Linked DNA regions of Mus musculus: all the other regions are linked to region 2. A link is a contact called in public Hi-C and HiChIP or PLAC-seq data. All regions are on one chromosome and are shown on one strand. The core of a region is the stretch at or near the end of the contact, and the rest is flanking DNA. Distances in the headings are between cores, read along the strand shown.

Evidence for each region. A called contact is a pair of places that touch in the nucleus more often than the background predicts. HiChIP or PLAC-seq counts read pairs in DNA pulled down with a chosen protein or histone mark.
Region 1: a Hi-C map of cortical neurons shows a contact between it and region 2, with 1.6 times the contacts expected there. The contact joins two enhancer-like sites. A contact is called at or near these places in 1 of 15 datasets of contacts at CTCF or cohesin (the NIH/3T3 cell line), 2 of 484 Hi-C or Micro-C datasets (both in cortical neurons), 3 of 115 datasets of contacts at active chromatin or transcription factors (cardiomyocytes, embryonic basal ganglia and embryonic forebrain) and 2 of 9 other capture datasets (adipose tissue and pancreatic islet).
Region 3: an H3K4me3 HiChIP or PLAC-seq map of embryonic stem cells shows a contact between it and region 2, with 22 read pairs. The contact joins two enhancer-like sites. A contact is called at or near these places in 1 of 15 datasets of contacts at CTCF or cohesin (the NIH/3T3 cell line), 3 of 484 Hi-C or Micro-C datasets (the HPC-7 cell line, bone marrow-derived dendritic cells and muscle stem cells), 8 of 115 datasets of contacts at active chromatin or transcription factors (embryonic basal ganglia, embryonic forebrain, embryonic hindbrain and 2 more) and 3 of 9 other capture datasets (adipose tissue, liver and pancreatic islet).

Annotation. Positions count from the first base shown.
Region 1 is chr11:88,403,399-88,407,471 of GRCm38.p6, reverse strand. All of the region lies in intron 8 of Msi2 (musashi RNA-binding protein 2), which reads left to right. Among named protein-coding and RNA genes, the nearest start is that of Mir378b, 53 kb to the right of the region's middle. Within about 2 kb of position 2,436, at least 97 of the 459 cell types and tissues checked have an H3K27ac peak or open chromatin away from gene starts, as enhancers often do. A contact at or near this core is called in cortical neurons, embryonic forebrain and pancreatic islet, where this site is marked.
Region 2 is chr11:88,581,647-88,585,409 of GRCm38.p6, reverse strand. The region is part of intron 6 of Msi2 (musashi RNA-binding protein 2); the gene reads left to right. Among named protein-coding and RNA genes, the nearest start is that of 0610039H22Rik, 36 kb to the left of the region's middle. Within about 2 kb of position 2,004, at least 128 of the 459 cell types and tissues checked have an H3K27ac peak or open chromatin away from gene starts, as enhancers often do. A contact at or near this core is called in cortical neurons, embryonic forebrain, embryonic stem cells and 1 more, where this site is marked.
Region 3 is chr11:88,737,680-88,741,391 of GRCm38.p6, reverse strand. No RefSeq gene overlaps it. Among named protein-coding and RNA genes, the nearest start is that of C030037D09Rik, 21 kb to the right of the region's middle. Within about 2 kb of position 2,006, at least 9 of the 459 cell types and tissues checked have an H3K27ac peak or open chromatin away from gene starts, as enhancers often do. A contact at or near this core is called in embryonic stem cells, where this site is marked.

The sequences.
Region 1 (4,073 bases), core at 1,187-3,686, 180 kb after region 2:
CACACACACACACACACACACACACACACACACACACACACACACACACACATGCACACACGCACATCAGGCTAGTCCCCTCAGCATCACCTGCCAGTCTCTTTCTCGGCAGAAAAAGGTCAGTAGGCCAAAAAGGTCAGTTAGCCCTGAAAACTCCCAGGAACCCTCTCTGCAGAAGCATGCCTTTCTGCTATGACCTTACTATGAGGCATACCGATGAGAGGAAAGGGTTAGCTCCTTCTGTCACCATATGAGGACCTGCTGGGTCATTTAGAGACACTGAGAGCTTTGGAATCAGAGACAGAAGCCCAGACTCACTACTGGACATTGTGTGATCCTCCGCCATCTACCTGTACCTGCTTCATCCCTCTGCAGCTCAGAGGAAGCCCTCCCTGGTTCTCTTCCTGGTCCCAGAGGCATTACCTACTCTGTGGTCACATTTGTAAAGGCTGGCAGGAATTCAGCTCTCCTGAAAACACTCTTAGTGACAGCAGGTGACAGCAAGTGACCTCTGTTTGGCCTAAGCCAAGGGCCAAGCTTTCTATAAAGGGCCAGATAGTAAATATTTGAGGCTTGGAGGACCATATGGTCTCTGTCACAGCTATTCAACACCCGCCATTGTGGCCAAACACAGCCCCAGACAGTATGGAAATGAGTGGGCGTGGCTGTGTTCAAATAAAACCTAATTTACAAAACCAGGATGCAGCCAGCTGGATTTGGCCTACTGACCATCATCTGCAACTGAAGCCTCAACTGGCTCAGAGCAAGTGGAGCTCTGAGTGATGCTTGCCTCTGGGGTCCTGAGGAAAGGGGTTTAACTGAATGATCAAGTCAGGCTTATCATAGAATAGTGCTTTGTGAAGCAGAGAAAGAGAGGGTGCCACCAACAGACAATGGGGCTTGAGGAAGCAGTGTCTGTCAGAGTGACTTCATGCATAGGAGAGCATCCAACCATGATGAGGCAGAGAAAGGAGCAATGGTCAGAGGGCAATGCGGTCCACCCCTTGTGCCTCCCTGTCATGGCACCATGACCCTCCCCTGCTGGGCATCTCACAGTCCAGTGCACTGACACACACTAGCTTCATGACCTTGGACAAGTTAACGTCTGTGTTTGTCCCCTCTTCTTAAGAGTGGGACCTACAGGTAACTACTGCAGAGATGAAGGCTTATGTAAGGATGGGAGCAGAGCCAGGCCATGCCATGCTCTGTCATAGTGTTCCATCTTTTTAATGTCATCATAATCATCGTTCTCAGAATCATTTTGATTGAGCAAATATGAGATCCTTAGGGAAGGACTGGTTCATGAGTCCCCGTGGGAGGTAGGTACTTCCGGTGCTTAACTAAAGGTGGTTCCTCAGAGATGAGAGGGATGTAACCTCTGAAGTAAGCAGCAGAGACCTGAGATGGGATTTTATTTATTTATTTATTTATTTTTAAGATTATATTTTGACAGGCATGGTGGTGCCCACCTTTAATCCCAGCACTTGGGAGGCAGAGGCAGGCGAATTTCTGAGTTCAAGGTCAGCCTGGTCTACAAAGTGAGTTCCAGGACAGCCAGGGCTACACAGAGAAACCCTGTCTCGAAAAGCCAAAAAAAAAAAGATTATATTTTATTTTCTGTTGCCTGCAGAAGCCAGAGGAGGGTATTGGGTTCCCAAAAGCTGGAGTTAAAGACCACTGTGAGACTCCTGACAGGTGCTGGGAACTCCGATCCTCTGACCATCTCTCTAACCCCATGACACGGGGTTCTTTAGGTCCCAGAAAAGCTGAATCAGACCCTTTGACTGAATGGTTCTTTGAACAGGTTCCAGAGCGCTCGCTTCCAGTAGCAAAGCTCGCTGTGGTCTGCAGCCTACCCTCTTTAGCTTAGAGCACACTTGGGGAGCCAAGCCTTATAGTGTAACGCTGATGAGCAAGGCACAGCAGGGACAGGAGAGAGCTGAGTTGCCCTCTCCAAATCAGAACCACAGTGCTGGGCCAAGCTGGCCCTTGGAACCTCCCTGAGGCGAGGGTCAGCATCTGCGCCTTGCATCTGGCAGAATGCCTGGTGACACTCCCCTCACCCTCTCCTTCAGGCGTCGTCCTCACAGCCAAAGACTGAAAGCTCAGTCAGGAACCAGCCCAAAAGTGTGGGGGTGGGTGGCTGGAATTAACTGGGCTTCTGTGCTCACGATGCTATTTGCGGCGGCTCCCCCACCCCGTCAGCTAATTTTAGCTATCCATTCTGCTTCTGTTGCCATTTATAAAATGAGAATGTCAAATGCAATATTAAACAAGCAGGATGAAGGCAAAAAAGGAAATGGCAGAGAGGCATTTAATAAACGAATCCCGTGTTTACGTGGGAGAGGGAGAGATCCCGAGCCCTACACATCACACACGCCTGTGTGCACACGACCGTTTGTGTACGGGCTCTGCTAATGAGAGCCAAACAGTTTGTGAGCTGGGGGAAGCCTGGGAGAAGTAGAGGGGGAAATGGGGATGGTGTGTGGGAAAAATGTGCTACTCTTCAGGCAGAAGTAATTTAGCCTGCAGGGAGGCAACCTCCCAGTCAGAGTCTCTTCCCATTTGCCCTTGGTGGGTCCTCTAGTCAGTCCAGTGATGGAGAGGGAATGGGGGCAGGACACTGAACCTGTGGGTTTTCCACACCTGCTCAGCTGGTGTGGCCCCCACAACTCTTGCGAGGGGAGCACCCAGAAGCCCTCCTGTGTCTACTCCAGGATTGTTGTCTCGGGGTCCTTTCTTTAACCTCTTCCTGCAGCTGCTCCACCCCATATCCACGGAGCTCCAGGCTGCTGCCGAAAGGGCACCTTCCTTTGTTGTCTCTACAGGGAGACTGCTGCCTGGTTAAGAGAAGCTGAGACTCTGGGCTGGGGTAGACACCCACTCTGTCTTACACCCAGCTTTGGACACCTGCCGGGGGCCAAGCTTCCTCTTCACTTTGAAATGCCCTTGCAGGTGCCCGCAGAAAGAAGAACAGCTGGTGTTACTGCCGTCAGCTATTTCCTCAAATAGTACAGCCTGCCAGCTCCCCTAGCACACCTTGCTGATGAATGCAGGGAGCTGGGATTACCTGGTTGGGGGATGGGGGTTAGGGGTGGAACTGTCCTGCAGGAGGGAGGGGCAGCGGCTCTATGTCTTGTACTTTGGAATCAAATTGAGCACAGGTATGAACTGGCTTTATTTATCTTCAGAGGTTTTCCTGTAGGTTCTGCACATAGCAGGGTGTTGCAGTCTTCTCTAGGGCAAGGGCTTTGTGTAGGTTTTACTCCAATGGGAGAGGTGCTACTGACAGGCTCTGCCTTACAGATGAGAGGGGTCTGAGTGCAGAGAAGCTAGCTCTGCTCAACCCCAGAGCCCAAAGGTAGAGCTGAACCACGGCAGGGAGCTGGACTTTCTGACACATGAGGCTCAGCCTGCCCTGGGACTAGGGTGCCCTTGTTAGGGGACAGGTCTCAAGAAGCACTGGCGACTGGAAACTCTGGCTCTTCTCCACCTGTCACCCAGACTCTGAGCACTCCCGAGAGAAGAGTCGCGTGTCCTCGTATTCCTCTCTGTGTCCACACGCTACCCCTCCTTGCTCGGTGCTCAGTATTAGTGGTTTATGACCTACTTCACTTTGCCGTCGCTGGTTTTAATAAAAACACTAAGCAGAGGAAACAGTGAATGAAATTAATTCTATAAGTGGTGAGGAAATTAATTCTGGAAGCTGGAGTTGGGAATGATTGTGTGAAAGAAATAGCATCAGATTGGGCTCTAGAGGGCTAAGGAGGGGCAGAGCAGGCAGGACCCCCCCCAAAAAAGGGACCTGTTGTTTTTATGCTGGGAGCCCTGTGACTGGGTCCTGGCTGTCTCCAGAAATGGTTTGTTTGTTTGTTTGTTTGTTGTTGTTTTCCTTGCGGCCTCAGTTTCTTTATCAGAGAAGAGGCCAATTAGGCTTTTCCACCAAGTAAGCAAAGCCTGTGTGCAGTGAAGCAGTTGAGAGTAGGGGGCATCAATTGAAGGCTCTGTATGCCGCATGCTCTGCTGAATAGCTATTTTATGTTTATTATACAGTCCATGGAAATACCTTACAC
Region 2 (3,763 bases), core at 755-3,254:
TGGCTTTTCCCAACAACAAAGTGAGCTCATTTTGCTGAGCTGAACCGACTCTGCACCCTTTGTCTTGGTGTCCATTGTCTCTCTCCTTTCATTCTGTCTTACTGCCAGCGTTCTGTTTCATTAGGCCGGCAAGTCATTTCCAATCCAGTGGGCTGCTACAATCCAGCCTTTTATCACCCGCTGCCCTGGTTCCCATGTCCCCTCTGGGCCTGGGCCTGAGTCTGTGGCTTGATATGAGGGCCTTAACCCCTTCGTGGGCTAGCTGGTGGTGGTGATGGTGAGGGGCAAAGACAGCAAGGAAGGATAGGGTCTGGGAAGTTATAACTTCCTGGCTTCCAGGGAAGGGAGCTCTCTGGGAAGATCGTGGGTGGGTGGAGTGCTCTTAGCACCTTCTGTAGGAGCTGGGCTGTGTGAGGGGCTGAGAAAGTTAGCTAAGGCTCCAAAGAGTGATTGGTGTTTGAAAACTTCATAGGAAAAACAGTTGGAAACCAGAATGAACTGGCTTTTTCACATAGGAATCCCTCCTTTAGTCCACTGATGTGGGGGCTCTGGGAGTGCATATTTTGAGAGTGAAAACCTGGTGCCTGCTTTTTAGCCCCAGGCTGTAGTAGGTATATGGAGGTGTGGCTGTGGCCTCTGTTTGGATTCCTTTTGATTCAGAAAGTGTGAGGAAAGTCTTACCTAGAAGGAAAAACAAAACAAAACAAAACCCCTGGCATAAAGCCTTTGAAATTGGAAAAGCAAGGGATTTGTGAGAAATAAAGAGGCAAGTTACCATATTCCTGAAAGTGGACTGTGATCCTGGGATAGATTTTTTTTTTTTTATCACTTCCAAATGTGTGGCACAGATAAACAGCTCTGTACAGTGTGTGATTCTCTCAGAAGTAGCCTGGAAAACAAAAATCTGTGTGTGTCCTTTGTGGCTGTCTCTGCTCCCACGGGGCCTTCATCCTCTGAAGTGGTTTGCGCAGGTGGGCTGGCAGGAGGGAAGGGGGCCTCCTTGCTCATCTGCTTGGCATCTTCCAGAGCCCGGAGTGTTCCTTAGACTTGTAAGTGGGGCCAGGAAGACTCATTCCCTCAGTTCATGATCCTGAGATAGCCAGATGCAAAGCCAACCTTGTCCCCACGTCATTCCTGTCCTCTGTCTGGTTTGTGTTAATCCCTCCTTTCAGAAGCATATCTTATGGAGAAGAGGACAGGGGACAGGGGACAGCAAAGTGCTGCCTCATTTCCCACATTCCCCGTTTAGGCCCAGGTGGCAGACAGCATCACCACCAGTTAACAAGATCGCTATGCTGGCTGTAAATCCTCCCTGTGCTTGTGTCTTGTGTCTTCCTGCTCGCGTCAGCCTCCCAACCTTGTTTCTGCTCTGGCCAGTGGAGTTAGAAATAGATTCAGCTCCCTAGCCTCGCTTCTCCTAAATCTTCATGTTTTTGCTTCAAACAAGAATTCCTAAAATAGACAGAAGGTTTCCAGGAAGGCGTCCCATTTCCCTCTTAGTGTACAAAATATAGCCAGCTGTTAGGCAAAGGCATCAGACATTATTATTGTACCGTTAACAGTGTTTTAAAATATACAAATAGAAAAATATCCCCATGCCTTCTGGGTTCCAAGCTGGGCAAACTTTGAGATTATGTTAATCAAATGCCACGTTCATTTGCATACGAGGTATGCACTGGGCCTCACCCTTTGCTGCTTTCCTCTGTGGCCCTGCAGGGTTCAGCTTTAGTTCATTTGAAAGAAGGCAGGACCAGGGAGCTCCTGGCAGCAAAGGAGTTAAAGAGGCCTGTGGTGGGGATGGGAGCGAACGAACTGGAAGTACTTCCAGGGGGCTCACCTTCCCAGAGTCCTCCCGGAGGCCTCTGAAGAGGTCACTTACAAAGGAGTTGTTAGCATGAGAAAGGAAAGCTTTCTCTCCCAAGATGGTTTTCAGTGGGAACTGAAAAAGCACCAGAAATCATGGCCCAGGCTTGTGCCAGTGGGTGCAAGGGGTGGTTCTTCAGGGAGAGAAAGCACAGTTCATTTAGACTTGGCATAGACATCCGACCCGATTATTCTGTGGAGTGAGCATTGATATGGAGATTCTGCCCCACCCCCACCCCATCAATAGGACACCCATTACGTGGGTCATGTATGCTTTTCTTTTTCTTCCCCTTTCTTCTCCTTTTCCCCCTTCCTTTGTCCTCGTAGGAATAGCCTGTGTAGAATGGCCCGGTTTGTCAAGTTTCTGCCCTGTAAGTTTTTACAGTTCTGCATTTTGAGACTCCCCATATCTGTGACTTAGTCCCTAAGTGGGCTGCCAATAGGTGCTTTATTTACATTCGAAGCCACAGTAGAGAAAAGACCCAGGAATAAAACGTTAACAGGCAGGAAGAGGCAGGAGCCTAGCGTTTCTGACTGTTGCTAACCTCACTGCTGCCTTTAAAGCCAATCACGAGGCTCGCGGCTGATATTTAATAGCTTTGAGCTGATTATTTTTTCTTCTCCTCCTCTTTCTTTTCTCTCCAAGTTGACCTGGGTGTACTTGAGCGGAAATGAAGTCATCCAAATGCTGAATTAGAATAGTCACAGTCCCCTAAGAATGAAATGGAAGCAGAGATTAAATGGTGGAGGGAAAGCAGGCATTAATGAACACCGAGGGAAACTTTGCATAAAATAAATAGGAGCTTGAGCATGTCCCCGCCGCTTCTGTTTCTCCCTCGGTTTGTGTTGTCTTTTTGGTGTATCGCTGATGGCAAAGAGGGATCTGAAAGGTCACATACTCTCTGCCACCTAGGCGACAGCGCTCTCTTCTTTGTGGGATGCGTTTTCTTCTGTGATGGGGGAACCTGGATGGAGGGTCTGTTGTTGTGGAGGGCTGGCCATTACTTGTTGCAGCTGGAGTGGGTGGAGACAGATGGAAGAGAGGAAAGGGTGGGAGGCAGCACAGGGCCGGTGAGCCAGCCATCCTGATACTGTTTGTAACAGACAGATTCCTGCTTGTAGGGACTTGTTCCCACAAACCTGGGCTGGCCAAAGGTAGAGTGACCAGTTGTAACTGTTTACCTAGGACTGGAGCTCAGATCCTAGGAGTAAAGGAACCGTCAGAGCGGTCACAGCCTGAAGCTTCCCCCCCACCCCCACCCCCGTGTCCTGGGATTCTCTTTCACACCTGTTCACAGTGTACCTTCTCGATTTATTCCGGCAGCCGTGGGGGAGAGTTAGCACAAGACCTGTATGAACCAGGCTGGAAATTGTTCAATGAGAGAGTGGTCCGGGGAAGACAGGAAGAACAGGCAGTGGTGGTTTGGAGTGCAGCGACCTTTTGGACTCCTGTTTGGCTCCTGCTTGGGGATTATTTCTGTGACCACTGGAAATAATAATAATAATAATAATGAAAAAATTCTGCCCTAGCTCAGTGAAAAGTGAGCCGCTTGTAGTTAGAGAGCAGAGTGAGGATTTAATTAGATTTAAAAGCCCAGCAGAGCCTTGTTTACAGGAAGTGGTTTTAGGTGGTCTGCTGTAGAAGATGCAATTTCTGCAAGTGGATTACTTATAATGAGAGATTTTTGGTTGCTGAGGTCGCTAACGGCCTTTTATAATTGGAGGCAGAGGTAAATATTTTCTGACTTGCTTATGGCGTGTTAGCATTCAAAGAAACAATTTAAGGTGCTGTTCACTAAAGGAAAAATAAATGAGACTGTGGACTGCTCAGAGGCAGGCTTCCTGACTGTGTTTCCAGCTTTCTTCTGGACCGTCAGAAGGACTCGGAAGGCCTCAGGGA
Region 3 (3,712 bases), core at 757-3,256, 160 kb before region 2:
CTTAACCTTTCAAATTGCTTTCTCAGCTACCTGTGGCTCTCAAAGAGATCGGCACTGGCCTGCTGCTGGTTTAGGCTGTCATCACAAACAAGGGCCTCTGTCAGCACCGAGTTGGGCATCGGAGACAGTGAACTCCTTAATGCATCCCAGCTTCACAGTTTGCCTGGGACTCCTGAAGATATCCCAAGACTGAACATCATACTTCATCCTGCATCCGAGGATAGGGACATTTTAATACCTCACTTCTTCATGTCACCTAGTTTATTTATGAGGCTATTTGCTTCCATTTTTACACTTTGATGGTCTTTAGCTCATCTTGGGATATTATTTTTACTTCAATTAAGATTGTATCCCTTGGCTGGGCTGTGGTGGTACATGCTTTTAATCCCAGCATTTGGGAGGCAGAGGCAGGTGAATTTCTGAGTTGGAGGCCAGCCTGGTCTACAGAGTGAGTTCCAGGAGAGCCAGGGCTACACAGAGAAACCCTGTCTCGAAAAACCAAAAAAAAAAAAAAAAAAAAAAAAAAGATTGTATCCCTTTTGTTTCTTATCATTTGTGAACAAGTCCTGTGGGGTGTTGTTCAACCAACATTGGTTTTATTGTGACAAACACTGGTGTCCTGTCTCTGTTTCTCAGTTTCCTGTCATTCTAAGTACAAATTCACACATTCCTTTTTTTTTTTTTTTTGGTTTTTTGAGACAGGGTTTCTCTGTGTAGCCCTGGCTGTCCTGGAACTCACTTTGTAGACCAGGCTGGCCTTGAACTCAGAAATCTGCCTGCCTCTGCCTCCCCAGTGCTGGGATTAAAGGCATGTGCCAGCACGCCCGGCCACACATTCCTTTTAATAACAAGTGGCTGTCATCTTATTCTTTCTCTATGTGTGAGCAAGCACTCACCACTAAACTAGAAAGGGTCTCTATAATTTGCCCAGGCTGGCCAGGAACTCACTCTGTAGCTTAGGCAAGTCTTGAATTTGTTACCCTCCTGCCCAGCCTCCTTAGTAGCTAGGAGTCCAGGTCTGCATTAGTAGGTCTTGCTTTCTTTTTGATGGGGGCTTATAAAGGGACAATGACATGCCTGGGGCCACCCAGCTTTCTCATAAGGGTGGCTAACTCTGACCTCACAACCCTCTGATTTCTCACGTGTTTGCTTCTCCTGTCAGTAAGGCCCGGTGGGCATCAGACTTGAGATCATTAGTTCCCATTCTCCAGGATTTAACAGGAAGAACAATGGTCAGCTAACAACAACAACCCAGCAGCGGTGACATCATCAGAGTGGCACAGAAGCAGGAAGGACCAGGGACAGAAAGATATCATCCAGAATATGTTCACTGGAGGAGGGGGGGTGCTTCCGGGTGGGCAGCATTTTGGCAGGGTGAGGAGATGCGGGACGACTGGAGGAGACAGTATGACAAGGCTCACTCTATCTGAATAAAAGAAGACAGGTTGAAGCCAAGCAAGATGGCTCACACCTGTAGGCTCAGCACTCCAGGCCGAGGCAGGATTGTTCTGGGCTTGAGGCTAGCCTGGGCTGTGGAAAGAGATGCTATCTACAAAAGAGCTAGTTTGCCTAGAGCTGTCCCCACCCTACTTAGTGACAAAACTGAGTTCCTGGAAAAGCAGAGGGACCCTAGGAAGGCAGCAGGTGACGCCACAGTTCATGGATTAGAAAAAAAGTCTGTGAATTAGAAAAAAGGAATCCAGGCGTGTGGCCCACGCCTTTAATCCCAGCACTTGGGCGGCAGAGGCAGGCGGATTTCTGAGTCTGAGTTCGAGGTCTACAGAGTGAGTTCCAGGGCTACATAGAGAAACCCTGTCTCGAACGCCCCACCCCACAAAAAAAAAACCAAGAAAGGGAAGAAGGGGCAGGTTAATAACTGTAATAAAGAATTGTATACATTTATTTTCATGCCAATTGAGAGTTTAAGAAAGATGTCCTTTGTGGCCCTGTCTGTACTAAGGACTCCACTGAAATATCCAGAATCAAGGAAATGGGTTTACGTATCCTGGTGCCTTCGGCGACTTAGTAGACTGTCCATCTAGCCTGCCTCATTCACAGGTCAAGGATATACACAAAGAAAGTGGGTTGGAGAGGGTTGGCTGGGGACTAGGGTGACAGATTGATGTCGCTTTAAAAAGGACATGAGATCTTCGGAAGCAGTGACTGGCTCCTGAGTAGACCCTGGTTTGAAAGAAATCATGTGAAAGAAGTAAGGGGAACAACTGAGAAACAAGTACACAGAGTGGGTGTCGGTGGTTATCAAGGAGTTATTGGCTGGGCATGGTGGTGAACGCCTTGATTCCCACTGCCTGGGAGGCAGACGCAGGTGGAGCTATGTGAATTTCAGGCCAACATGATCTACACAATTAGTTCCAGGCTAGCCAGAGCTACACAGTGAGACGTTGCCCGACAGATGGAAAGATAGAGAGATAGATAGATAGATGATCGATAGGTAAGATAGACAGAAAAAAGAAAAAAATTGATTTCAAGTTATATGAAAAAAAATCCCTTGGGATACATATGGATGCATTTACAATAAAAATGTCATAGTATCTGCAATTTTGTTAAACTACTTCAGCAACAGAGTAGATGAAATCCCTAAGACCGAATGTTACCAGTTTTTATGGAAGAGGTATGTGTTATTATGCTATTCTTTCTACTTTCCCAAGTTGTTAATAAAACCCAGAATAAAAGTTAAACTAAACAGGAAAGAGAAAGCAAATGCTTATGAATAATTTCAGGAAGGGAGAAAATTACTTGTGCTATAATGTTAGATGAAAGGAAAGCAGTAATCAAAATATAGCTGTGGTCTTCACACTGTCTGAAAAATTAATAAACAGAAGCCACAAAAGATGCAGGATGGGTTTCATATACATTACCATCAAGCTTCTACAACTGTGTAGGAATGGTGCTGAGACCCCAGACACACCCACACTTAAGCCTGACATGCTCACTCAAAAAAATCTATCCTTTTCTCTATATTAGCATCTGTAGATTTTCTCCACAGACAATGCAATAGCAAATATTCTTGTTTCCCTATGTAGCCCTAGCTGTCCTGGAACTATGTAGGCCAGGCTGATCCTAATCAGCCTATAGTGTTTCATACACTCTGAACTCAAGGTGATCCCTCTGCCTTGGCTTGGGAGAGCAGGTCTGAGGCAGCCCACCCTGCCCAATACTTTGAGTTTTGAGAACCACAGGTTCTTTATCACAACTAAATGGTGCTGTTGCAGTAGGATCTAGAAACTTAGGTACATAACCAAATAAGTGTGGCTATATGTTCCAATAAAGTTTTATTGACCAAAGCAAGTGTCAGGCCAGGTTTGTTAGTAACACTTCTAACCTGTAGCCTGGAGGCTAACATGAGCTGGAAATAGTCATGAGTATTGCCTGCGATGAAACTGTAAACTTAGGCAAACATTATAAGGGGTTCTGGGGTGTGTGTGTGTGTGTGTGTGTGTGTGTGTGAGAGAGAGAGAGAGAGAGAGAGAGAAAGAGAGAGAGAGAGAGAGAGAGAGAGAGAGATATTTTTCTTTCTCTTTTGGGTAATTCAATTGCAAGGTTCTGTTTGTTTGTTTGTTTGTTTTTCAAGATAGTGTTTCTCTGTGTAACAGCCCTGACTGTCTTGAAACTCACTCTGTAAATCAGGCTGGCCTCTAACTCACAGAGATTTATCTGCCTGCCTGTGTCTCCCAAATGCCAGGATTAAAAG